2 separate regions of the Sander lucioperca genome follow, and region 1 is linked to region 2. A link is a contact called in public Hi-C data. All regions are on one chromosome and are shown on one strand. Each heading gives the region's core, a stretch centred on a gene start, on an enhancer-like site or on the middle of the called end of the contact. The rest is flanking DNA. Distances are from core to core; before and after follow the strand shown. Region 1 holds the start of bloc1s5 (biogenesis of lysosome-related organelles complex 1 subunit 5). Region 2 holds the start of zgc:101569 (probable enoyl-CoA hydratase).

The links. A called contact is a pair of places that touch in the nucleus more often than the background predicts.
Region 1: a Hi-C map of liver shows a contact between it and region 2, with 3 times the contacts expected there. The contact joins the promoter of bloc1s5 here to the promoter of zgc:101569 in region 2. A contact is called at or near these places in 2 of 2 Hi-C or Micro-C datasets (liver and muscle).

Annotation. Positions count from the first base shown.
Region 1 is chr1:17,696,394-17,701,469 of SLUC_FBN_1.2, reverse strand. It overlaps bloc1s5 (biogenesis of lysosome-related organelles complex 1 subunit 5), which reads left to right and starts at 1,592. Exons shown (of 5, transcript XM_031294546.2): 1 at 1,592-1,928; 2 at 2,372-2,454; 3 at 3,452-3,572; 4 at 3,985-4,043; 5 at 4,327-5,076. The coding sequence starts at 1,910. The coding sequence ends at 4,500.
Region 2 is chr1:17,568,493-17,573,253 of SLUC_FBN_1.2, reverse strand. zgc:101569 (probable enoyl-CoA hydratase) reads right to left here and starts at 2,672. Exons shown (of 9, transcript XR_004104094.2): 1 at 2,190-2,672; 2 at 636-806. It overlaps pdcd6 (programmed cell death protein 6), which reads right to left. Exons shown (of 6, transcript XM_031294554.2): 5 at 4,262-4,371; 6 at 3,212-3,574. The coding sequence ends at 3,476.

The DNA.
Region 1 (5,076 bases), core at 343-2,842, 130 kb before region 2:
CATGTAATAAGTGTTTAACTAAACAATGTGGACAGTGGGGGACTTAAGTGGGGCCTTAATGATTTTCTCTTAACAGAGCATGACAGTCCTAATGAATTTAGGGCTCGCAAACAAACTTTTGACAACTAATATGCAACGTGTGCCCCAAACAATGCCTCTTCTCTCTCACACTGAATATCTGCATGCACTCTGCTCTTGCCACAAGTGCTGTGTTTATTAATACATATATGCCAATACATTTGCATTTCATAAAGTGTAATAAAAGCATTTGCTAATCCAAGATAATTCTGTCACCGGGGCTTTGCCAGACCTGGATTTTCTAAACTAATATGAGACATTTGGTGCCATCTTGTGGTGACTCTGGTGTTTTCAAAGAAACGTGCCTTCTATAAATGTACTTATGTCTTATACCTTAATCTAGCAAATTTCACCATAGTGACATCTGTATTAATGCAATTGTTGTATACCTAAAAAAATACAAATTAATGTATCCATCCCAACATAGATACTCAGCAAAAGGGGCCTCCTCCATACCCCATACCCATACAAAGATGTGTTTGCTAATGTCTTAGGTGAGATTATCATTCACCATGCTATATTTATCTACTGTAGTATCACTACATACAACATGTCCTTTGTTATTCCAAAGGAACTAATAGCTGTGATGGAGTCATAGTATTCTACACTATTATAATAGGATTATTAGTGTCTCCTGTGTGCACTGCACATCTGATAAGATCAATAAATACTCAATATTAAATACTAAATACGCAATGTGAGTAACCATCTGTGGACGCTGTATGAATATTAGATACTATAATCCTATTATAATAGTGTAGAATACTACAAATCCATCACAGCTATTAGTCTGTTTGGGATTAATAAAGGAATTATTGTAGACACTGGTGTATCCTCCTCCACCAGCAGGATACTTGCTTTTACATAATGGCAACCTCAAAGTTATTCTTATTAATGGATTATTATTGAATTATAATGCAGAAGTAGGAATGAGTTCTCATAAATAAAGCCATTGGTTGCAATGTATTTTTTTATTACAAAGTGGTAGTCTACTATGATTTAAATGAACCAGGGGAAAGAGTGCAAGCAGACTGTGGAACATGATTTATTTTTAAGCCACAAAGTCAGGAAAAATGTTGAGTCTGTATTTAAAAAGACAAATTCCTATATTATTGGTCAATTCAGTGCATTTTGAGTAGACAATTTTTGTGTGGAAATTACTTTTAAAACTAGGTTTTGATGTCACTCTGCTCCACCACAGAGCAAGACTGACATCTGCTGTCCTCAGTCAAGCAAAACCTCAGTCTACTCTACTGTCTCTCATCCGGTGTCTCACACACACACACACACACACACACACACACACAAGCTTGCAGACATTTAAAACTTCCAGAGTTAAAAACTCGTCACTGTAGCTTACCTTAAATCAAGACTGCATGAGAGAGTATTTTAAGTGGACTGGTAAAAAAGAAGAAGCTCAAACCACGAGAGGACATCTTACTAAAGTGAATGTGACACCCCTCTCTCAGCCGTTTGGTCCAGTCCATGGCCTCGTACCCGGAAGTAGTAGTAAATATTTACATTGCAGTCAGCTGACTTCCATTCACATGACTGCAATTAGCAAAAGAGCATTGCAGTTTTTGTCATATTGTAGGTGGTCTTTATTACTATGTCATTAAAATAAAGGCTACGTTAATGACAGATAGTTTAGGTCAGCTAGGTAGCGTTTTCGCTTTCACAATTAGTTGCCAGTTAGCTGAGCATTTGGAACATTTAGCAAGTGATTAGCTAGCACTTAGTTAGTAACTAGCTAGCTGGTTGAGCTAGCTGCTCCAAAGGAGACAACTTTAATTTAACTACTAAAATTAACGTGCCAGCAGCGTTTGTAAGAATGGACAAAATTGCTAAAGGTGAGTGAAATCGACAGCAGAAAAAAATCCTTCTCATTTTCGGCATATTAGCGTGTTTTCCTCGCTGTTTACCTTTTATTATCTTATTAGCTGATAAGGTAGGCCTACAGATAGATAAGAGTCTATTCAAAGTATCATTTAGTGTCAGCAACAGTGTGATAGACATTATGACTTGTTTGATTTTCTTACTTAACACTATACTTTCTCAAGCTTTCAAAAGAAGGAATAAGGTTGTAATTAGGTTAATAATGATACAATGATGGCCTATATTGTATAGCATGCAGGCTATCTAACACAACATTAAAGGCATGCGCAGATTATTAAGGCGTGCTTGAATTATGGTTTTAAAACATGATATTAACTTTCATAATGTTGTTAAAATGTATCCTGTGTTTCCCAGTGTTGTTTTAACCGAATCTAATTTGAGCTGTTTGGTGCCGCAGATGTGGGTGATATCCAGTCCCGACTGTTAGACCACAGACCAATCATCAATGCAGAGGTCCGCTACTTCGTGAGAGAGTTTGAGGTACCCGCATGACAAATATATTATTTATAAGACTAAAGACCATTTTTAAAATTCTAGAATTATTTACAGTTGTGATGATGACGTAACACGGTGCCTTGGTGTTTGTCTTGTGGGTTCAGTCAGTACCACTGATGAAAGATATTTGGACTTTTTACCTTTTATTTAGATTTGTTTGTCCTTCAACACTGCTGTCACTGACTAAGCTGTACATCAGTCGCTGAGAATCTGCAGGCCACACCAATTGAAGGTTTTTAGTGCAGATCGGCTTGTTCAGAAATATTTCTTAGCCAAATAACATATTTAGTGGAAGGATTTATTACTTTAAAGATACAGTATTTTTCTGTTATTAAAAAGTCAATGCCATGAGTGTAATTTGTCGCACTCATTTTAATGAAAGCTATATGTTAAGACCCAGTGCAAGACTAAACGACTTAAAGTGCTCATATTATGCTTTTTGGCTTTTTCCCTTTCCTTTTATTGTGTTTATCTTTTTGTGCATGTAATAGGTTTACAAAGTGAAAAAGCCCAAAGTCCACCCCAAAGGGACTTACCATCTTCCAGAGAAAACACTGTTCACAAACTGCTCTAAACAGCTCTATTGTAGTCCAGCCTTTACTTCCGTGACGAATGTGTGTCACTTTGTAACACACTTTATAATGCTCGCCTAGCTGCTAGCATGGCATACCCTCATACTCTGCAACTGACTAGCTAGCTGTGCTTACTGCGCATGTGCGACTCCCAACAAAGATGGAACAGAAGTGCGATGCCTCACTCTGTAGCTAAAACAGAGAGCTCAACACACAGGGTGAAAAGAGGAGCTGCAGCAATGTGCAGTACAAAAAAAATATGGTGTTTTTTGAAAATTAAACCACATAAATGTATTCTTGTACAACCTCTAAATACAATTATGAACCTGAATATGAGCACTTTAAGAAACTTGTGTTTTCAGTGTACTATGTGGTATGTGTGTGACAACACTGAGCTTTCGGCTGTTTAGGAAAAACGTGGACACAGGGAGAGCAGACTGCTGGAGAACCTCAATAAAATGGTTTCGGAAACAAATGAGCAAATCCTGCCAACAGATTTAGAGGGCATGCTGTCTGATGTTGTTAAACGGTGTAAGTCTCCTCTCTCAGATTCACACTTGAGAATGTGCCAAGATTGTGTCATTACATGCTTCACCTGACATCTAATTAGACGCTAAGATTTGTTGCCATGTCTTTAGAAATAAAGTAATATAATGCAATATTTTATGAAAATAATGTGCTGATTGCCATGTCTATTGCTAATGCAGGTGTGTGTGTGTGTGTGTATATGATATATATATATATATATATATATATATATATATATATAGAGAGAGAGATATATATATAGAGAGAGATACGAGACATTCAACAACACACTATGTTTTAAATAACTGTACTATATTTTGAATTCCTATGATGATCAGATGACACAAGAAAGTTGTTTTTATATCTATGTTGTGTTTTGAATATAAATATTAAGAATATGTTTTGTTTCCCACAGTGGAGGCTGCTAATCACATGGCAGAGAGAGTCCAGCAGAGGGAGCTAGAGGCACAGCAGGTAAAAACTACCCAAGGCAAAGGACTTCTAGCATGTGACACTTCTTCTAATGACACATTATCATAGCCTAGGAAAAAAAACAATTGGATTGCAGATTGTACAGGCATTTATGATATTGTGTCTACTATACTGTATATACAGCACCTGTAGGCTGAATGCCAGTGTCCAGACACCACATGATCAGCATATATAGTGTTGTTTATAAATGCAAGAGGTTAGAAGTAGTACAAGAAGGAGAATTGAGACAAACGTCATAATTTCTCATCTTCTTGTGTCCTTCCAGAGCATGCAACTGCAGGTGAACATGGAGCATTTGAAAGATGATTGGGCAGAGTTTCTAAAAGAACAGCAGAGATTAAAGGAGGAGGTGAATGAAGAGCACGCCAAGGCTGTAGGACAACTTAGCACCAAGTACAGCGAAAAGAAGAAGGACTTGACCAAGTTTTCACTCCTCTAATCAGTTGATGTTTGCGAGGGTGTGAATGAACAAACCTCTCTTATTCCATGCTTGTGTTTGTTATGGACATGGACGTCAGTTCTGCATGTGCAAAAAATCGCCTTTGATTGATGAACTCGGCCGTTGGCATAAAACGTAGAGGTTTTGTGCCTGCACAAGACTCAACATTTTCCAAATCGTGAATATGAAAGTGTGATTAACAACGTGGCATTTCACAGGCCATCAAACTCAAAAGTTTCTGTCTTTAGCGCATGGAATTTTCACGGCACCTAAAAGGTCTGGAATATGTAATTTTTAAACAAGCAATCATGTGATTGTTCCTTGGCCGTGAAGTTTTCAACATTTCAAGATTTTTAATGGATGCCTGCCTGAAGGGTGCTGATGATAAATTTGCATCTGCCTCAAGTTGAAAGGAACCTGGAGTTTAGCACCAAGGCGAGATATTCTAAGCACTGAAAGCCAGATCATTAAATGTTAAAGGAGCCCTTCTGAGCAGGTGTGTTTAAAGCACAAGTGTTGTAGAAACAAGCTCAAACTAAACAGTTTCCAGAACAAATCATCCCTCATCAGCTATCC
Region 2 (4,761 bases), core at 1,423-3,922:
GTTCAAATTTTACCAGCCACTCAAGTGATTACAATTGGGGTTTTTTGGCTGGTGAGTGAAGCATATCTACCAGCCACTTGCATTTTTTGGTACTTGGATGGTGCTAATTTTGTACCCTGCAAGCAACCAGTGGAGACTCCAGGAAGTTACTACTCCCGGCCAAGAAATAGTCCAAAAAGCCCCATTGTACGGACGGGATATAACATGGTAGGTACATTTTGTTACCTTTGCACAGAGCCAGGATAGCTGTTTAAACTGGCTAAGCTAACCGGCTGCTGGCAGTAGTTTCAGGATCTTAAAATGATGATAAAATGTCTTTTTCTCTGCAAGAAAGCAAATAAGCATAATGGCTTCAGAATTTCATGATATTCCAAAAGACTCGATGACCAGTTGTAAAGCTGAAATGTAAAAAAAAAGGAGGAGCAGATAAATAGGGGAAGAGGAAACACAGGACCTAGGGAAAAATGACTGACGCCGAGGACGGCTGGTTGGCCTGAAACTAGGGACAGAATCCCTCAACAGGATTTTAACCAGGCTCAAACTCTGTAGTATGTCTGTAAATATCTGCCTGAATGAAGTATGAGCAAGACACTGAATTAAAAAGCAAATTTTCACCCATCCCTTCTAACTCTTACCTTTCCCATGCAGGACAGCCACGTTTAAGTCTGGGTCACTGTCGAAGGCCTCCAGCTCTTCAAGCAGACGCCTCGCCGTCTCCTGGTTCACCGCATTACGCACCTCAAGCCGGTTTATCGCCACGGTAACCACGGACCCCCTGCGCTCTGTGACCACAGTCTGTCCCGCAACTAATGACAGAGAATGATAAAGATGCACAGACAGAAACAAATATGGACCACAACACTTAGAAAGAGGCCGGCCCAGAGACATTAAGTTTGACCTCAACAGAAGAAGGGATGGAGATGGAATGTAAATCGTTGTGGACAGACTTGATAACAGAAACAGTAACAGACAGTGAAACAATGAAAGAGATGGTCTGGGTTGAGGTGAGGGCCTTGGCTCCCGCTCTGTCTAAGTGTGTGTTTATAAAGTGTGTGTGAGTGTGCCAGTGAGTGTGGCTTGAGGTTGCAGCAGGCAGTTGACCTGACATTGTTTAGGGTCATCCCAGGGAATCCAGCTGTCAACCACAGCCAGAGGCAACTCCATCCAGGAAAGGCAAACAAAGCTACTGAGCGCATTAACCTCGCTCACACAGGCTATTCTAAGGAGAAGAGACTGCTAAACAAAACCCAGTAAAGTGAGGCATGGCAGGATGAAAAAAAGAAAAGAAGGCAATTTGTCTCAGGCAGCCCTTTCTACTCTGCTACACCTCAAACAAATCACACCGTGCAGTGTGTGCAGGGAAGTGGAAGCACGTTTCCTGTGTGTAGTGTTGTTTTCCATTTTATTTCACAGTTACACTTTAGGACTTCAGCTTTGAGTCCGAGTAACAAGCAGTAAGAGTAATGAGTAATGCTGAGATACGCAATCATATTTTAGTGGTATAATTGTTTCTGATAGGGGTTCTATATATTTGATGGAGCACATTTTTAAACAGCAAAAACAATGAATAGCTCTGAAATGATTAGGTGATTCAAAATGTGTCACCAACTATTTTGATAACTGACTAAAATAATTTAATAAGAAAAAAGAAAGAAAAGAAATTTCGTAAACACGAAATGAAAATAGAAGCAGCCCTAATTAGGAAAGCAACTATTTTTATAGCACGTTTTAACATACCGGTGGGACTAAAATCATTAATAATGGTTGCATTCCATTTATTTTCACCATGCCCGGAAAGTGGTACAAATAAATGGTATATGTGCATGCTGGCTCCATTGGTCACTTAATGGAACTGAGCTTATTATTTGAGCTTATTAATTACACCGGTGCTTCTGATATGGGTTATAACCCCTCAACATGTAGGCCTATGTTGTAAAATAAGGTCTAACGGTCACGTAATGAATGCAATTTATCTGTGAAACGCGTTTTGTGGACATTTGTGTTCTGGGTCGACTCTATGATAGCTTGCTTTGAAGACTTTGTTCTTATAATACATCCATAGTCTACAGTCCTCGCATGAATTAAAATTGAGTGTGACGTAGTACAGGTGTGTAATGTCTAATGGAATTATGGCAGCGTCTGCTGCCCCCCACAGTCATTAATGACTTACTGCATGTTTCCACACATACCTGTTCCTGTGTCGTCACCTCCAGTTGCAGTGCTGTATAATTGAACTGTCAACAAACTCGCCTTTATCGACTGTCCAAATGTTTTACTGTGATAGGTAGCCCTTAAAATTGGTGTCAACGTCCTAAAATACTTCAGCGCCATTGCTAACACTCACTCGTGAAAAACGTAGAAGCTCTAGTTTAACTCATAAACAAATTAAGCGCTAAAGCATTTCACAAATGATTCTAAATGACTGTAAAAATGAGCGTAATAAATTCTACTCTTCACGCAGTATACTAGCTAACTAACTACAACAACACAACTCACACAACTCTGAAATGGAGGTGTGACACTTTTATACTCCCCCACTGAAACAAGAACACTGGACAAGGTTCTGGGACATATTGGTGCATTGCGGTGGTAAAAACTACTAACGTTCAGCAGATGGCGACATTGAGCCACTTTGCAACTGTTCCTCTGCAATGTAACGTCTGTGGTCCTATAAATGATGAAAGCCAACTCCACATTGGATTTTCTTTGTATTTTAATAAAAGATTTCTCTTTGTGTTCTTTTTACACATTTTAAGGCATCATGCACAAAAAATAAGCCATACTAAAAGGCATTATGCTTACCCTCTACCTATATGTGCTAACATTTGAATATTTTGCAGTTAAAAATAAGTTTGTACAAATATGGCATGTAAGCTGGCATGTCAGTGAATCTCGAAGCAGGACATCACCTGCTTTCACCGTTTTTGTAAACATGTCTTTGAGCAAAATAGGGCTGAGGAAAAGACAAGAGAAAGGGAAAGCATGCTTCAACGTGGGGCTAAATTTCCCTGAAAAGCATGCATCTTAAATCATACTTACAATGCATCATTTTTACTCTAACAGTTATTTTTTAATTGTATCAATTAAAGTTAAGACGTTAAAAAGTTTGTTGACAATAATAGACAGACAGAACGACAGGATGTGTCCATGATATTCCCCAACCCCAACCCAGAAGTAGTTCAGATTTGTCATCAAACAAAACACTACAAGATTTTTTTTTAAATACATGAAGCATTGTAGTTGTATCTCCAGATAAATACTGTCATCTGGAGGATATTACAACCTAAAAACAAACTGAAGGTTCCTCTCAGTTTTCTTGTATTCATCATATAAATTTGTGTGAAACAGCCCAACTCGGGCTAAGGATTAGGTTTAAAAAAATCTTGTAGTGTCCTCCATGGCAGACATCTGGGAGTTGCCGGTAGCTTTGGCACAGTTGTGTCCAGTTGTGCTCTTTTGTGGTGATCCGTGTACGTTATACTATATTGAAGACCATGGATAGATACTGTTCATATGAAACCTGGATCCAGCCATCCTGGTCTGTATCGTACCGCCTGAACACATCAGTCAACCTCTGTGGAAAGGAGGGGAAAATAGTGAATTTAACTTCTCATGTTCATCTCAATTTCTCATTGCTCCAAAGTTTCCAATGCAAAACGGATATACATTTATTCACACAAATGAGTTGTCATATTGAAACATCTTTTGTTTCAACACTTTCAATCACGATTTTACATTATCATCATCATCGTTCATGCATTTACTACCATAGTTAACAGACATTCAACACTGGGTCACTGAATAATATACATGCTTGAATTCTTTACCCTATACTTCTGGAGACGCAGATATATCATTCATTCAAATCTAGGTCTAAAAAAAGGTCCAAACAAAGTGAATGGCTGACACTTCTAGAGCTATTGTGAGACCTTGAGCGAGGCAATTCAAAAGCTACTGTTATTAGCAAAAGGGTTATGGTTACAGTACGCTTGGCAGCTTCCATTTTAATTGTGTGTGTGTGTGTGTGTGTGTGTGTGTGTAATTACTGAAACGGAACATACAGACTCAAGTGGAACTTCTACAGGAGATTAATAGTCTATTAAGGGAGGACTGTAATGGGTTTCTTAAATATGGATCATTTAAAATTCCCTTTTGAATCCTATGAATACAAGAGTATCCTTGTTGTGATGCAAATAGTAAACCAATGGGCATCCTATATTTGTGCTTACAGGTTTATTTTGATGTAGTGTGAATCTGTTACCTGTAGTACAATACAGCACTGGATGAAGTCATCGAAGGCAACTTGTCCCTTCCTCTGGCGGTCAAACTTCTCTATCAGCGTGCAGTAGAACTGATCTGATAGACGATAGCCTGCACACAACAGCAAACAAGACATTAACAATGTACTGGACTTATATTTGAACTTGGTTTGTCCCCATTATGGAGACCTACACAGCCTTTGAAAACAAACGTGAACTTTGAAAAGCCTGACGTCCATGCTCTGAGCACCTGAGGCTCCTCAGTAGTGACAGAGGACACTCAAAGCCTTGTCATTCTTTTTTTTTTTTTTGCCCGCAACATATTGATTATGACTCTTCTGGCCTTTATGGAACTTACTGTAAATAAAAAGCCTTTAGGGATTTTGCTGTAGACACTTTCACAAAGGCAAACAGAAAGCATGCAAAATCAGTTTTATTTATTTTATTTGCTAAGTTACATTTCTGTGGAATCATGTCTGAAACATTCATGTTTTTTCGTGCT